Regions from separate parts of the Mus musculus genome. Here region 2 is linked to region 1. The links are chromatin contacts, called in public Micro-C maps. All regions are on one chromosome and are shown on one strand. Each heading gives the region's core, a stretch centred on a gene start, on an enhancer-like site or on the middle of the called end of the contact. The rest is flanking DNA. Distances are from core to core; before and after follow the strand shown.

What was found. A called contact is a pair of places that touch in the nucleus more often than the background predicts.
Region 2: a contact with region 1 is called in a Micro-C map of undifferentiated spermatogonia, with 25 times the contacts expected there. The contact joins two enhancer-like sites.

The regions. Positions count from the first base shown.
Region 1 is chr16:8,767,623-8,771,369 of GRCm38.p6, forward strand. No RefSeq gene overlaps it. Among named protein-coding and RNA genes, the nearest start is that of Gm25805, 3.2 kb to the left of the region's middle. Within about 2 kb of position 1,644, at least 67 of the 459 cell types and tissues checked have an H3K27ac peak or open chromatin away from gene starts, as enhancers often do.
Region 2 is chr16:11,525,354-11,529,094 of GRCm38.p6, forward strand. The region is part of intron 14 of Snx29 (sorting nexin 29); the gene reads left to right. Among named protein-coding and RNA genes, the nearest start is that of Gm32100, 56 kb to the right of the region's middle. Within about 2 kb of position 1,323, at least 99 of the 459 cell types and tissues checked have an H3K27ac peak or open chromatin away from gene starts, as enhancers often do.

The sequences.
Region 1 (3,747 bases), core at 394-2,893:
CCTGGGCTACGGAACTGCGCCTTACGTCCAAAAACAATGCAAACAGACATTTGACTCTAGGCCTTGGACCTTGGAGCATAGCAAGGAAGAAGAGGAGGAAGAAGAGAGGAAGAGGAGGAAGGAGAAGCCGCTGTCATTGTTTTTCTACGTCGTTCATTTTTTGGTTTCCTTTTTCTGGTTTGCTTTTCCACTGCACTGCCACCCACTTCCTTATGCTAAGACTTTAAAATGAATTACATTCTGGGCACACTCACCTCCCTTCATCCCGCTGCTGCCTGAAGCTCAGGAAACCCAGCTGGAAGCAAACAGGCTTATCTTTAATATTTTAAACTTATATTTTATTTACTTATTTATACAACTGTGGAGTCTGAGGGCAATTTGTGGGAGCCAGCTCTCTCCCTGCACCGTGGGCCCTGGGGACTGGACACATGCTGTCATGCATGAGGGCAGGGGTCTTTGCTGTGGAGCCCACTTGCCAGCCCATCACAGACTCGTCTTCCATTTGTTTCTTCACATATTTGTTCCTTTGCGTCAGGCAGGGTCTCTTGTAGCCTAGGCTGGCCTCACACTCACTGTGTTCCTTAGGGTGACATTGAATTTCTGGTCCTTCTGCCTCTGCCTCCTATATCTGCAGACCAAAGATTATAGGCAGGGACCACACAACTGCCTACTGATTGTGTGCGTGGGCTCAAGCACACGTTGTAGTGTGCAAATGGACCAGTTCAGAGGGCAGTCTGAGGGAGTAGAGCTAAGGGCAACAGGGCAGGAGGAGCTGTCTTTTTTCTGCTGCCAAGTCCCCCCCCACCCCTTATGAGGCAGGGTCTCATTGGATCCAGTTGACCTTGAGCTCCACCTTCCAGGTACTGGGATTACAGGTATGTACCCCAATGTACAGTTCCTGTGGTGTTGAGGAGAGAGCCCAGGGTTTCCTGTGTGCTATGCAAGTGCCCTACCCATTGAGCTGCATGCCCATGTCCAAGATGAAATATGTTGAAGCCTGGGAGCGGAGTGACTAGAGTGCAGGTAGATGGAGCTGGATCCTAGCCCAGGTCTGTAGTCCCTTGGTATTTACGGGGCAACCTCTAAACAGGCTCCCCACAGGCTTCTCTGGGAGGCCCTGTCTGTTCCAGCTACAGCCAGGCTGCCACTGAGCCTCATCCAGTTGCTGAGCACTCACAGCACGCCTGTTCCTCTTCCTCCTTTCAGCCTGTGGCTCACTGGACAAGCAGGATTGTTTACAGTAAATGGAAACCCAACTTGTTCAGGAAGCTCGGCCTGATACATTACAATGTTATTCTAGCCTGTAATGTACCTACCTGTGGGCTTTCAGATACAGCCAGGCTGTCTGGAAAAGGACCCTGAGGTTTCAAGCTGCCTTTTGGGGTCAAGGCTAGGGACTGCAGAACCCTGGGTGCTTTTCTGGTCCCCCTGAACTTCCACGTGTGCATGCACCCAGACAACTGCCTGTCTTAAAGGTCATGAAGCGCTGGGACGTAGGGAAAATTACCTGCAGACCTGGTTTCCCTAGGGTTCAATAAGGCAGGGCCTTCTCTGCTCTATTTCTGAAAGCTCAGTACTCTGTCTGGCACCTGCCCCCGGGGTTGGCCCGAAGCTCAGCCTCAGCTCACAGTCCCTGTGCCCTCTAGTGGTCACTTGGAGGAAGGACTAGCTCAGGGAGATGAGGTATGATGGTCTCTTACACTTGGACATTACCGGGTAAAAATAGAAAGCTGAGGGCTAGCGAGATGGCTCAGTGGTTAAGAGTGCCGACTGCTCTTCCGAAGGTCCCGAGTTCAAATCCCAGCAACCACATGGTGGCTCACAACCATCCGTAATGAAATCTGATGCCCTCTTCTGGAGTATCTGAGGACAGCTACAGTGTACTTACATATAATAAATAAATCTTGGAGAAAAAAAAAAAATAGAAAGCTGAGGAATGGGGAAAGCTCCGGTCAGGCACCTCATTCCAAAGAATGATGCACATTTAGTCTCAGCTACCTGAGAAACTGAAGCAAGGGGATCACCGCTGTACACTCCCTCCCCACACAATTAAAAAAAGAAAGGGGAGCCAGGTGTAGTGGCTCATGCCTTTAGTCTTAGTGCTCTGGAGGATCTCTGTGAGTTCTACGGTGAGTTCAAGGATAGTCAGAGCTACATACTGAGACCCTGTCTGGGGAGCAGGGTAGGGAAGAGTAAAAGAAAAACGGGGTTCTGAAGAGATGGGTTAAGAGCATTTGCTACAGTTCAGTTCTGGCTCAGAGCCCTCTACAACTCCAGTTCCAAGGGATCCAACATGCTCTGGTCTTCAAAGTGAGTTCCAAGACAGCCAGGGCTATACAGAGAAACCCTGTCTCGAAAAACCAAAAACAAACAAACAAAAACCGAAAAAGCACGTGTACAGGCAAACAGGCAGTCACAGAGAAGAAAGTAAACCCATCTTTCTTAGGCATTTATGTGTTCATTTTTACATAAGTATGTGTCTACATGAGTTTATGTACAGCACATGTGTGAAAGTCCCAAAGAAGACTCTAATTCTAATTCTTTAGAATTGGGGATGCAAGCCACCTGCTGTGGGTGCTGGAAACCAAATCCAGGTCCTCTGGGAAAGAAGCAGGCGTTCCTACTGAGCCATCTCTCTAGTCTCAAATAACAGAGAGAAGAGAGAGAGAGAGAGAGAGAGAGAGAGAGAGAGAGGGGAGGGGAGGGGAGGGGAGGGGGAGGCCACGATAGGCAGTCTATTTTGGTTGAATGAGGCTTGCTCCGGCAACCCAGTAGAAAACTCTACAAGAGACGGAAAAGCGAGCCACGTTCCCAGAGTCAGGTGCCTGACACCACAGAGTCCCCAACTCCATGATTCTGTGTCTATAAGTCAGGCAAAGTCCCAAGCTCCTGGCATTCTGGCTAGACTCCACCCCCAGTTACCTGGCAACAGCAAGATAGCCTAGCCCACTATAAAAGGAGCTGCTTGGCCCCTCCTCACTCTTTAAGCTCTCACCATCCTTACTCTCATCTCTAGCCCTCCTCTCTCTCCCTCCCCCCCACCCCCCTCCACGCGGCCATGGACAGCCTCCCTCTTTCTACCTTCTTTCTCCCTACCTTCCTACAACAAAGCTCGGAGACTGTCTCTGCTCATCAAGGCCCACTATGCTTCAACAATGGGATAGGCTTTCCCATAACCAGCCGCATCTAACCTCCCGTTAGAAGGCCTTCCTGCGCTCCAGCCACTGACCAGACCAAGGTCTCTTACCCACGTGGGAACCACCCAGCGCCTCCCTCTCCCCCGGCCCTCTCCTTCCTTCAGCACCAGGTCCGATGGCTGAGAACCTGGTGCCTAGGACTACCCCTTGTCCACCACCCGCCGAGCTGGGGCCAGTGGCTTCACACCCAGACACCCACGCGGGGCTGTGGGGAAAGCGCGGGGAAAGACAGTCCTTCCGAGTCCGCCCGCCCAGAGCATCAGAACTCTGATGGGACAGGGGTTTTCTCCCACTCCCTCTCCCCCCCACCCCGCACTCCCTGCCCCACAATTGTGTTCATTGGGGGCATGCTGCACCTGCTTGAAGGTAGGATGCCTTTGTTGACTCCAGCCACATCCCTTTATAACATCTTTGCGTCTCTGCTGTGAGCTGGAAAGTGACGACAGTCCAGCAGAGGGGGCTCCTGGGAAATGTATCAGAAGCCAAAGCCAGGATCCTTTTTGGTCTGGCGAGAACTAAGCTCACAGAGGTGCTTGTTAAATATGCTTCT
Region 2 (3,741 bases), core at 73-2,572, 2.8 Mb after region 1:
TACTCTTTATCTTTTGTTGGCTTGGTTTTTGGAAGACAGCATAAAATTTATCTTCTTGGATTCTCAGTTATTATTTTTCCCCTTTCCCCACATGAGTATGAATTATAGAGGGCTGTTTTTTGGGATTTGACTCTATCACAAGAGAACTAGCTTCAGTGGGAGCAGTCCTGAGGTAGCTTGTGTCCCATTCTCTTTTTTGTGTAATTGAATATTTTATCAGGTTTTGAACAGCAATATAATGATCCCTAGTCACCCATCTCTTCTAGTTCTCTAAGTAACCAGAAATGAATGATACATATGAATGTACACAGACAGACCTTAGGCTCTCTGATACGTGTACCTGCTCTACATTTTTCTCTCCAAATGTGATTCGAGCATACTGGGTTGGCTTGGGAACAAGCTGCCTTGTTTGTAAACCCAGTTTTTAAAAAAAATTCTGTATATTTCCTTGGCTGTATGTTTGTGCAGCACATGCTTGCATATGTGTTTGTGCAGAGGGTATTAGATTACGTGGCACTGGAGTTTATAGGCTGTGAGCTGCTATCTGGGTGCTGGGATTTGAACTGTAGATCTAGTTCTATTGTGACATGCCCACACCTATTTGTTAGTATCACTGATGGCTGCTTTCATGAGGCAGTTGTATAGCTAGATAGTTCCAGCAGAGACAGGAAGGGGGTGTCCTCTAAAATACACACTAAAATAGTTATCAGCTGACCTTTGGAGGAATTGGAGGTCCCAGACCTGCCTTGTCTTTTCCAGGTAACACTGTCACTTAATAGAACTTTTCTGGGTCATCCTTTCGGTATCAGAATATTGGAATCACCATGGGTGTGCTGTCTGCTCACAAATCATTCTCTGCATGTATAGGCTGGCAGGTGGGGGCGGGGGTGAGCACAAAGACCTCAGTGCCTCCGATAGGGACAGATGGCAGCCCTGGAAGTCAGTGTCATCTAGATCTAGATCTTGACTATCCCTCCAGCAGCATTCAAGCACATTCCCACCCCAGCAGCCAGCCTGCAGTCCGCTTCCTGGGCTTTAGCCCAGCCTAGACAGGAGACCTGTGATCCTGCTGTTAGAAAGGTCTGTGAGGCCTGCCGCTTTACTCTAACTTCCCTCGCCTTTAGCAGACAGTTGAAACCAGCTATGGCTGGATCTGGGTGCTCAGGGTATTTACCAGCAGAGCCAGCACTGTGTGCATTCATTCTGTTTCCAGACCAGGGTGTTTCCTGTTTTGGCAGAGGAAGCGGGTTGGGCAGGTACACTAGAATGGAGGCCGAGGGGCTCAGGGCTTGCATCTTGGGTGTGGGCAGCAGGAGCAGGGCTGAGCTGAGCTGGAGAGATAGGCAGGGCCAGAAGAAACCTCCAACCCAACCTCCACATTACTTCCTCCCCACTGTCACTCAACCTTGGGTTTCCGAGCTCGTCAGACTCTGCCTTTAAAGGGAGAGTGACTTTTAGGCACCTAAAATATTTTTCTTTTCTTTTCTTTTTTTCCTTCTTTTTTTTCTCTCTCTTTTTTTGAAATTTCTGACATTGTTTGAATTTAATGATTCATATTACGAATTATTCATGAAAATGATCTTTTAAGCTTCTTATAATAGCTGAAATTATCCTTCATTAGATACTGACAGTTCCTGTGATGGGTGTAATTATAAAAAATATTCTTAGGCTAGCTATATTCTGCAGTGTTAAAATTACGCAAATGAGCAAGGGACAGGAATAGAAGCTGAGTAGGATGGTCAGATTTCATGGGATAAGGGGGAGGGCACCGCAGGCTTTCTAAAAATGAATAAACATGTGCTTGGGTGTCCAGCGAGCATGCCTCCCGCACAGTCTGCCTTGCTGCTCAGCCGCACCTCCCTGGCACGGGAGCAGAGGCATGCCAGTGACGGGCTTGTGTGCTACGCTTGCCCACCCATGAATCGTGGGATGGAGAAGGTTCTTTTTCTCTCCCCTTTTAGCTCTGTTCACTCAGCATTTTCTGCAAGGCGCACTGTAGTAATCCTAGGTACTTGAAGAGAGTAGCAGTTTGCTGCTAACAGATAGTACAGGGAAGGGAGGAATGGAGCAGGAAGTAGGGCCCTGGGGCTGGGACAGTCACCTGGGTGACAGAACCTCATCATGCTTATAGCACAGGACAGCCAGGGCATGCGTTCCCAGCTCATGGAGACCACCTGGTTTTGGGGGTTTGAGCTCGGTACTTTCTCTAAGGTTCTATATATCTGGCTGTCCTTGAACTTATGACTCTCTTGTCTCGGTCTCCTGGTTATTCGGATTATAGACATGCCTACTCTGCCTGACTTAGATTCTCATTTTTGATTTTCTGTGCTGGAGGCAGACATCAGGACCACATGGCACTCCCCAGCTGTAGACAAGCACTCACCACTGGCCACATCCCCAGCCATCTTCACTTATTATGAGACAAGTTTCACAAAGTCATCTAGGTTGTTCAAAGACTTGCTGTATAGCGCAGGCTGTTTTTGAACTTGAAGTCATTCCTCATCTTCCTGAGTAGCTTGGATGACAAGTCTGTACCGCCATGCCTGGACTTCTCTCGGTATCATGGAGGATGAGTAGAAGGAGGCTGACTCAGTTTATTGTATCCATGTCTTCACACCCCATGCTGTGCTTCTCAAAGCCTCTGAGAGGCGAGCTGGTTACTGCAGTTGCCACTGCCGGCCCTGCACTCGCATGCACATGCACCAGCTATGTAGCTGGCTCTCCCATCTTCCCAGTTTTGACCTAGTCTACTTAAGAAAACTTTAGGAAGAGAGGGTAATGAGAAACAGTGGAGTGTGGCCACATTTACGTGTGCCAGCAGCCAGGCATAGCTCCAAATGTGCTCTGGTGTAATCTCTGTGTTTGTCCTGCATTGCTAGGTGTGATGAGGATCTTCACTCAGCCAAGGAGGAGTCAGAGCTTAGCTAAACTCTCACACACAGATTAGGAGGTGAGACAATGGTGTCAGCTTCTCGGGGCTGGTGATGGATGCTTTGGGGAAGGGCTTTGTTTACCCTTCCAAAGGTGCTCAAACCTTCCTTCCTTCCTTCCCTCCTTGTTTGTTGGCTCACTCATTCTTCCCTCCCTCCTTCCTTCCAACCAACCATGTCTTATGTATCCCAAGTTGACCTTAGAATTCCTTTTTAGTAGAGAATGACCTGGAATTCTTGTCTGCATCTCCTAAATACTGAGGTCACAAGCATGCAGCATTGCATCTGTTTTAGGCAGTGCTGAGAATCAGTTAAGAATTCATGTATTCTAGGCAAGTACCTGCCAGCTGAGCCGCATCTGAAGCCGCTGTTTGTGTTATTTGGACTCTATTCTGTGTGTCTTTTAGATGCTGGACAGGTAGGTGAATTCTGCACTTCTTTATGACATTGCTGAGCTGGGGGTAGAACACAGTTCTGACCTCTGTAGTCTTCTTCTAAAGGGTGCACAGCCCTTACATCTTATCATCTCCAGATGATAGTGTCACCATGTGCTCTCTGTTTATACTGCAAAGCCAAAGGCCAGAAGCTGGCAAACATTTTTTCTCAAAGTTTCAGGTACAAGTAGTTCAGGTTTTCTACTGTTTCTGCTTCCTCTTTCTCCTGTTTCTCACCCTCAACTTCTTCCTCCTCTTCCTTTTCCCCTTAATATGTACAAACTTTCAGTAAACCCAAGGCTGGGTTTGTGTGTTTGGTACATGGTATGTCAACCCACGTTAGAGATATTGTTAATATTAAGCTATTGCTTTTAGAT